Regions from separate parts of the Mus musculus genome. Here all the other regions are linked to region 3. A link is a contact called in public HiChIP or PLAC-seq data. All regions are on one chromosome and are shown on one strand. Each heading gives the region's core, a stretch centred on a gene start, on an enhancer-like site or on the middle of the called end of the contact. The rest is flanking DNA. Distances are from core to core; before and after follow the strand shown. Region 1 holds the start of Plch2 (phospholipase C, eta 2). Region 2 holds the start of Ttc34 (tetratricopeptide repeat domain 34). Region 3 holds the start of Arhgef16 (Rho guanine nucleotide exchange factor (GEF) 16).

The links. HiChIP or PLAC-seq counts read pairs in DNA pulled down with a chosen protein or histone mark.
Region 1: a contact with region 3 is called in an RNA polymerase II HiChIP or PLAC-seq map of embryonic stem cells, with 6 read pairs. The contact joins the promoter of Plch2 here to the promoter of Arhgef16 in region 3. A contact is called at or near these places in 2 of 115 datasets of contacts at active chromatin or transcription factors (both in embryonic stem cells).
Region 2: an H3K27ac HiChIP or PLAC-seq map of embryonic stem cells shows a contact between it and region 3, with 6 times the contacts expected there. The contact joins the promoter of Ttc34 here to the promoter of Arhgef16 in region 3. A contact is called at or near these places in 5 of 39 promoter capture datasets (cranial neural crest, embryonic stem cells, frontonasal cranial neural crest and 2 more), 1 of 15 datasets of contacts at CTCF or cohesin (embryonic stem cells), 1 of 484 Hi-C or Micro-C datasets (embryonic stem cells), 13 of 115 datasets of contacts at active chromatin or transcription factors (craniofacial prominence, embryonic basal ganglia, embryonic forebrain and 9 more) and 2 of 9 other capture datasets (adipose tissue and embryonic stem cells).

What each region holds. Positions count from the first base shown.
Region 1 is chr4:155,009,743-155,012,442 of GRCm38.p6, reverse strand. It overlaps Plch2 (phospholipase C, eta 2), which reads left to right and starts at 1,418. Exons shown (of 22, transcript NM_001113360.3): 1 at 1,418-1,804. The coding sequence starts at 1,459.
Region 2 is chr4:154,836,146-154,838,845 of GRCm38.p6, reverse strand. It overlaps Ttc34 (tetratricopeptide repeat domain 34), which reads right to left and starts at 1,430. Exons shown (of 9, transcript NM_172878.4): 1 at 1,234-1,430; 2 at 1-55. The coding sequence starts at 10.
Region 3 is chr4:154,298,527-154,301,226 of GRCm38.p6, reverse strand. It overlaps Arhgef16 (Rho guanine nucleotide exchange factor (GEF) 16), which reads left to right and starts at 1,332. Exons shown (of 15, transcript NM_001112744.1): 1 at 1,332-1,402. Gm52687 (predicted gene, 52687) reads right to left here and starts at 1,583. Exons shown (of 3, transcript NR_168682.1): 1 at 1,502-1,583; 2 at 752-1,037; 3 at 1-260.

The DNA.
Region 1 (2,700 bases), core at 169-2,668, 710 kb before region 3:
GACCATGCCATCAGGTCAGGATCTCCTGTGGCCTGTCTCCCTGGGGAGCGCCAGGGCTGTGCTACTTCCTGTCCTGGTGGTAAATGGTTCCTTATGCTAATTTGTGGCAGAGAGGGCAGGCTGCCTGTCCACCTCCAGCCAGCAAGGCCTCTGGCCAAGGCTCCTAATTGGGTCCTGGGTTTGGCTGTGAGTTGATTATATTGGATCTGGCCCAGTGGGTCCTGATTCCTTCTGGCTGAGCTTCCTGTTGTCCAGGACACATGAACAGGCAGGCCAGGGTCAAGAGGGTGGGCTGGACAGGGGTACCCAGGCTACTTTGTGAAGCAGGGTGATGTGGCTATTGGATGTGGAGTCCCCCCTCCCCCGGCAAGGACTCCCAGGATGAGCTGTCCCTTGCCAGAAACAGAAGCCTGGTTAGGGAGGAAGCTGGGGTGCCGTGATCCAGAGGCGGTGAAGCTGAGATGAAACCCCACCTCCCTTTCTTAACCATCTCTCCTGTCTCTGCTTGCCCTGAGTAAACCATGCAAAGTTGAATGCAGTGATGAGCACGTCTTAGATGCTCAGTGGCCCCATAGGCTGGTGTGGAGTGGTGGCCGGTGTCCTGGCAGATGATCAGGGTCCTCTCTGGGTCAGGAGACTGTCATGAGAGATCTGGATACCCGGATATGTCCAGCCTTGGGTGCAGAGTACAGTGATAATGTGCCCTGGGTAGTGGGATATCCCCACAGCTTTGGTTCTGTTGGGCATGGGAAGAAGGCAGCTGGGGGGTGGGGAAGGGCTGGGATTTGGAGTGGAATCTGCACAAGGCTCAGGGAACCTACATTCTCCTTCCCATACTGGATGTCAAAGTAGAAAGGTCTGTCCTGTCTTGCCTAGCCTTAGCTGGCCCTGCGCTGGCTTAGCTCTGGCCTCCAGCCAAAGGGGACTGGGTTCTTGGCCCTGGGGTTTGGGACAGCATGCGTCTGCTTTTTTTGTCCCATCTGTGGACCAGCTCACTACCACACAGTGGGGATCAAGTTGGAAGTCCTTATACGTACAAGGATTTCAAGTAGCAGGAAGTGAGAGCTCAAAACAAAGACACAGATACCAGCTCTGGATGGGCAGGGTTAGGAAGACAGCCTCATGTAGGACCACACCTGTGGACAGACAGACTCTCCTGGGGGGCAGTGTCCTCACAGAGGCCCTCACTCCTGGTCTTGTAAGCACTGTTTTATGTCCCAGGAGGGTCCCATGCCTAACCTGTTACCTTGCCTCAGCCTCAAACATGAGTCTGGTGGCTCATGAAGCAGCCTGCTCTGAGCTGGCAGCTGGGCCCTCCCCTGGCCTAAATCCTTTGTCCAGCTGGGCTGAATCCAGCAGGATTACTGGGCGGATTGGCCAAGGATGGCAGGGTGAGGCTTGGCAGCTCCCCCACCCCTGGCATTCATCTTCTTCAAATAGGCCTGGAGGTTCTAGAGGATGGGCGGACTGGCCTGGGGACCATCCAGGGCCGCAGGCAGCAGTTGGGTCAATGCCAGTGGGACCTGGGAACAGCCCTTGCGGGGCTTCAGTGGGCTCCAAGGAGGAAGACGAAGAGGTAGAGGAGAGAAGGGGATCCCTGAGGAGCCCCTGTGCCAGCTGACACCTCAGCTTGGCCTGTCGCTGAGGGTCCCTTTTGGCTTGGGGGACTACGGCTTGGATATGCCTGGTCCCCAGCCGTCTGCTGCCAGCCAGACCACAGGAGCCGTGGCTTGCCTGGCAGAGGTACTCCTCTGGGTTGGAGGGAGCGTGGTAGTGTCACCAAGATGGCAGCTCAGCCTTGTAGGTAAGAAAGGGCAAAAACCAAGTCCCTCCTAGGGACTGGCCAAGCCCTATGGGGCCACAGGATGCATAGCTTCCTATGGAAGTTAGGGCTGCCTCTGGGGCCTGGGATCCTTCCTTCGCCACACCAACATCCCAATTCCTTTGCTTCTTCCTCTGGGATCTCCAGGCCCAGAAACATTGCCTCTTTGCCCCCAGCCAGAAATCCTGTCCACCTCCTTAGCAGAGCTTGGAGGGTGAACTCCAAGTGGGAAGAAGGCAAGGCAGAACTGGAGCCAGAAAGCCCTGGTTGAATGTGCTGGGGGTATGGGGGTGGCTCATGTGGCTTCAGAGCTCTTTCTGAGGGGGGTCCTTGGAATTTTGTGGGGCAACAATACCTTCAGTGTAGCTATGGAGGCATGCAGGTGTAGACACAATGGTCTCTAGATGGTGTCAGGGAGGCCCTGTACTGTGAAGCACTGGACAGAAGGAAAGGGCTGTTGGGTGGCCAGTAGAAGGGTTCAGTGTGTGGAGTGGCGGAGGCCCTGGTCAGGGATGCCTGGTTCACTTGCTGCTCCTTGCTCCAGCAGCAGAAGGTGCACATTCAGTGGCTTAACTCTAGAACCACATCAGGGTTCTAGAGTAGTCTCTGTCCCCAAACGCTACCTCAAATGCACTAAGCAACCACGCTTGTGTCCCCACTGGCTGTGTCCCCTAGAGAGCCCTATCTACCTTGACTTTCCACCCCATGCCTACAGTTCCCCTCTGCTTATGGCCAGTAAGAGCTTCCTCCAGAAAGCCATCTGACCTGGCACCACTGTGGTTTTCTGCACCTCCTGTCTGCTGATGTTTCATTGCTGGCACTCAGGAGATTTGTCCCCCTGGCTCCTGGGTTTCCTAGGCATAGATAGGCTTGGGTCT
Region 2 (2,700 bases), core at 181-2,680, 540 kb before region 3:
GAGCTGACATCACGGTCTCAGTCCCCACTGGCTCATGTTCGGTCTTCCTGGGTACCTGCAGGAAGGGAATTGAAGTTAGTGTCTGAGTTGTCACGTTCAGCTTGAGCATGGCCCCGGAGTCCTCAGAATCTGTGCAGACCCTGCTGTGTGGAACCTGAGACCTGGCCACTGAAGAGATATTAGTGGCACTCTCTCAGCAGGCAGTCTCCATAGCTGGGCGTGGGCTCTGCTAGAACCTGTTGGGTTTCAAGTTACTTTTCTCTTGAGCCTTGGTTTCCTTCCCTGTCGAGTGGGATGGGACCCCGCCTACTCAGGTCAGCCTAAGAGGGTTTTGGTGTTCAAGTTGGGGGGTGGGGGGAGAACTGAATGCTTAAGAGATCAGGGGTCAGGGCAGGCTCTAGAACACCTGGCTCCATCTACCTCCAGGAAAAAAGTGTCTCAGAACTCCAACCCAGCACTACACCCCCACCTGCTCATGCCTGGGTGATGCAGGCTGAGGGTTAAGGTCAAGAAGTGCCTGCCAGGTCTGGAGCAGGGTGGAGAGCACTACCAGACAACCTATGGTGGGGAGCACTACCAGACAACCCATGGTGGGGAGCACTACCAGACAACCCATGGTGGGGAGCACAACCAGACCACCCACACTGGAGAGCACTACCAGACAACCCATGATGGGGAGCACTACCAGACAACCCATGGTGGAGAGCACTACCAGACAACCCATGGTGGGGAGCACTACCAGACAACCCATGGTGGGGAGCACTACCAGACAACCCACACTGGAGAGCACTACCAGACAACCCACACTGGAGAGCACTACCAGACAACCCATGGTGGGGAGCACTACCAGACAACCCATGGTGGGGAGCACTACCAGACAACCCATGGTGGGGAGCACAACCAGACAACCCATGGTGGGGAGCACTACCAGACAACCCACACTGGAGAGCACTGCCAGACAACCCATGTTGGGGAGCACAACCAGACAACCCATGGTGGGGAGCACTACCAGATAACCTATGGTGGGGAGCACTACCAGACCACCCACACTGGAGAGCACTACCAGACAACCCATGGTGGGGAGCACAAACAACCCATAATCAGCTCAGAGAAAGACTCTAGAACAAGTCTGTCTTCTAACCCTGCCATCTGACCCCAGGTTAACTACTCTTGGCCCCAACAAGTCCTCCGTGACAGACACATATACACATGCAATACCCTGCTCACACTCACAAGCCGAACCAGCCAGGTCTGGACATGGGAAGGCTCTGGACATGGGAAGGTTCTGATGACTCAAATTCCTTATTAGGCCCCAGGTTGGGGGTGGTGGGTGAAGCTGCTGGTCATCCCCAGGGGCTCTGGGCCTTTAGAGACACAGGCCCAACACAGTAGACACAGAACAGGCAAGGCCAGTTTCCAGGGAGAGTGTCAACATCCCAAAGCTGCCTGGCTGCTCAGCTATGCCCTCTAGTGGCCAGACCTGCTCAGGCAGTGGGGAGGGCAAGGGAAGGAGGCAAGGTTTCGCTGGGCTTCATGGGGCAGCCTTGGAGGAGAGAATCTAAGTCTCGGAGGAGGGAGGCTCAGGAGTGTACAGTGCCTGGGTTTTGGGTGAACTGTCCCATGCTTTGTGCTAGCCCCTGCCCCACAGTTTCAGTCTTTGTCTCTGAGTCCCAGAACTCAACCTTGGACAGGGTGATGATTCTTCACCCCATACCACGCCTGGTCTCGCTCCCCTTCCTGCAGCCCCTGTCCACGCTGCGGGTCCTATGGTCTTCTAATTTGCCCCAAGTCCTTGGCCCCACTGGGCAAGTAGGCTAGGATCTAGTTCTGTGCTCACAGCCTGTTTCCTGGGTTGCCCTGGCTCTACCAGCCCTTTGATGAGGATGGCTAGGTCTAGACTGAGGAGGGGGCATACGGTTCAGTTTTAGAAGGAGGAAGTAGAGGCTGTGGCCTGAGAATCAGTCCATGCTTTGTCAGCTGCCCTACAGGGCATGCTGGGTAATCAGCTTCATATGACTGCAGAGGGGTCTGCTTTGGGCGGCCCCTCCCAACTCGCCTCACCAAAGTGTACAGGTATGGGTGAGCACTGGCTCCTCTGGGGGCCCTGGGGACTGGATACAAGGCTGCTGGGGGTGGGTGGGATAGCTTCCAGGGATACAGTCTGCACACACCCCTCTATGGAGCTGTGATATAGAGAGCCTGGGTCTGAGGGAGCAAGGTGGGTGCAGCCAGCAAGGCTCGATTTCCTGTACAGCCCACCTTCGCTTCAGCTCCTTGACATTCACAAAGGCACAAAACTTGCAGTCGGCAGTGGTGAGGGCTTATTAAGAAATTTCCTATTATGTTACTTTGATTACTTTCATTTTAATTACCCTAATTAGGCGAGCTCTGTAATGGAGTGGGCTGTCCTGTGGGGCTGTTGGAAGGGCCTGGGGCACAGAGGGGCACTGACTATGGCAATTACATTAGCCCTGATATGTCCCCTGTGCCCTGCCTGGGTGTATGGAGCCTGAGGGGATGCAGGCACTGGCCAGATGGCCCATCTCCTGGTTAGGATTGGGCTGTGACTGTAACTCCCATTTGAGAGCAGCATGCCTGGGTGCTGGAACCCACCTGTCCACGCTGTGTCTTCTATATTGTGTTTACACCTCTGATACTGTGGTAAACAAATCCAGACTGCTGGAGTTGAGTAGGGAGTCC
Region 3 (2,700 bases), core at 83-2,582:
TACTTATTTATTTATTATATGTAAGTACACTGTAGCTGTCTTCAGACACTCCAGAAGAGAGCATCAGATTTTGTTACGGTTGGTTGTGAGCCACCATGTGGTTGCTGGGATTTGAACTCAGGACCTTTGGAAGAACAGTCGGCGCTCTTAACTGCTGAGCCATTTCATCAGCCCGAGAGGTGGCTGTTTTAACAGATACGGTCTCTCTTCTTGTCCCAGAGTGGTTGAGGTTCTGCTCTGATGGCCATGCCCTGAGGGGTCTTGGGGATAACAAACCATCTGAATACAATGTTGCATCATCAAAAAAAAAAAGAAAAAGAAAAAAATAGCTGTAATGGTGTCTGCCTGTAACCCCAGCTCCCAGGAACCTGGGACAGCCTGGGGAAGGTGAGTCTGGACTAAACATACCTGGCAGAGTCAGGATGGTCAGGGCCGTGTCAGCCCAGTCCTGACCCCCCTGCCTTTAAGAGGACCCCACTCTCCAATGGGAACTGGGCACTTCCAGCCTCCGCCTCCAATCCACCCTGCTCTGTGTTCTCTGTGCCTCCGCCTCAGGCTACCCTCCTGGACGTGTTCCCTCGTTTCTTGGCTCTTACACTCACTATGCCTCTTGCCTACCCTCCTCTTCTCACCTTGATCAGAGCCACCCTTGGGATCTCAGGTTTGATTAGCACTTCGGAGGGCAATGGTGCAGACCCCATCCTTTTCCACATGAGGAGCCTGACCCCCTAAACATGGGGGTCGTTATTACCTCCTCATTCTTGAGGACACTACATAGACTTGGTAGCTGTTTTCCTGAGATCTGGAGACTCGCGGCCAGATCTGTGTGGCTAGCAGAATTTCCAGCCTTCAGAGTTCTCAGTAAAATGAGGTTGTGGTGGATAGGTTAAACCATGAAAGGTGTTCTGGGAGATCCTGGCCAGGGCTGCCATGAAGCAGCCAGCTGCAAAGAATGCAGAGGGCGGGGCTTTCTTTCAACAAACAGGTTCCCGCAGGCCCGGGATTTCTCCGAAGGCTTCCTGGAGGAGGCGGCGGACCTGGGAGTGAGGCACAGAAGGAAGCGGGCGTAGGAGCGGGAGGGAGGGTAGACAGTACCCGAGGGCGGACTCCCGCCCGAACCACCAGACGGGTCACGTGAACGCAGGCGGACCCAGGTAGAGCGGTGACGCAGCCGGCGCGGCCAGGTGAGGCGGTGGTGGTGCAGCAGGTGCCCAGGGCGCGTCCCGCCCTCCGGCCGCGCAGCCGCTGGCGGAGCCCACCTGGCCCCGGCTCCGCCCGACCGCTCGCCCGACCGCCCACCGCGCAGGAAGTAGAGAGGGCGGGACCGGCCGGCCCCGGGACGCGGGGACCCAGCGGCACTGCAGGCTACACCCTCCCGGCCGACCCTCGGTTGCGCGCACAGGTGAGTCTGGGGACTGGAGAGTCAGCCAAGGGGAAGACCACCTGGGGCGCCCGGAGCACCTCTGCTCCATTCCCCTCTCCGCTCCCGCCCCTCCTGTACCTCGGCGACTTCATCGCGCCCCGCCCTCTCTCTTGGGCTGAAAGCCGGGGATCTGGAGCCTAGCTGCCCTGAGCCACAGTCCAAGGGACACTTTGCAGTGGACCTGGTTAGACACTTGAACGCAGAGACTCCTGGGAAGTCCCGGGAGGGGGGGGCGTGGAAGTGACTCTTCCGGGAGCTAGAAAGACGATCTGTTTAGATAGGCTGAGTGGCCTGACCCCCTCGTGCCCTTATCCCACCTTGGTGGCTTTGGTGTCTAGTCCTCTAGCCAGGCTCCGCAGTGCCTTCCAGAGGGAGAGGGCTGTCCCAGAAAGCAGAGGGCGGCACTTATAGACTGGACGGTGGTGAGCACCTGTCCCCAACCCACTACCTTGGTTCCCATATCTGTAAATAAGGAGCAGAGATCTATTTTGAGGTTGAGCGAGAAAGATGAATTTGGGCATGGGCCTGGTCCCAGGGGCCGAGATCTGAGTTGGTAGCCACCAAGATGAGATTTTAGCGGCCTCCACATCATGCCTGGAGCCCAGACAGGATTTGGTAGCTCCTAAGTAGATGCTTGGGTGTGTTTGTCACTTGAGTGACCAGCTGCAGGGTCCCAGGTACTGTGTGGAGCCATTCGTGACTGCATGCCAGTATGCCCTGATAGCAATGGCTCCCTACCCAGGTGTGTGGGCACCAAGCTTGAAAGTTGCTGTTTGTGGATTCAGGCAAGCTGCTCCAGCCTCCGGGCCTTGAGCCTCTGGGCCTCTGTTTATCCATCAGAGTTCATTGATTGAATGCACCTCTGCTGTGTTCCCTTCTGGGGACAGACCCTTCTTTCTGCCCATGGTCCAGAGAGAAGCCTCGGACCATGCGCTCACAGCACGGCCTGAGAGAGGGAAGGGTCTCAGGGCTTTGAAAAAGTAAAGACTCAGCCAGAGAACAGGGTGTCGAGAGCTAGGTAGAGGCTCCCTGCCACCCTTCTCCAAACACCTAAAGCTAGAAATCTCTGGTTAGTTGGTTTGTTTTTTAAGATATATTTATTGTATGTATTTAAGTGTTGTGCCTGTGTGTATGTATGTATGTATGTGCGCCACAGGCATGTCATGCCTGGTGCCCATGGAAGTCTTAAGAGGTCATTGGATTCCCCAGGGGTTATGAGGAGTTACAGATAGTTATGAGCTAGCATGTGGGTGCTGGGACTTGAACCCAGGGCGTCT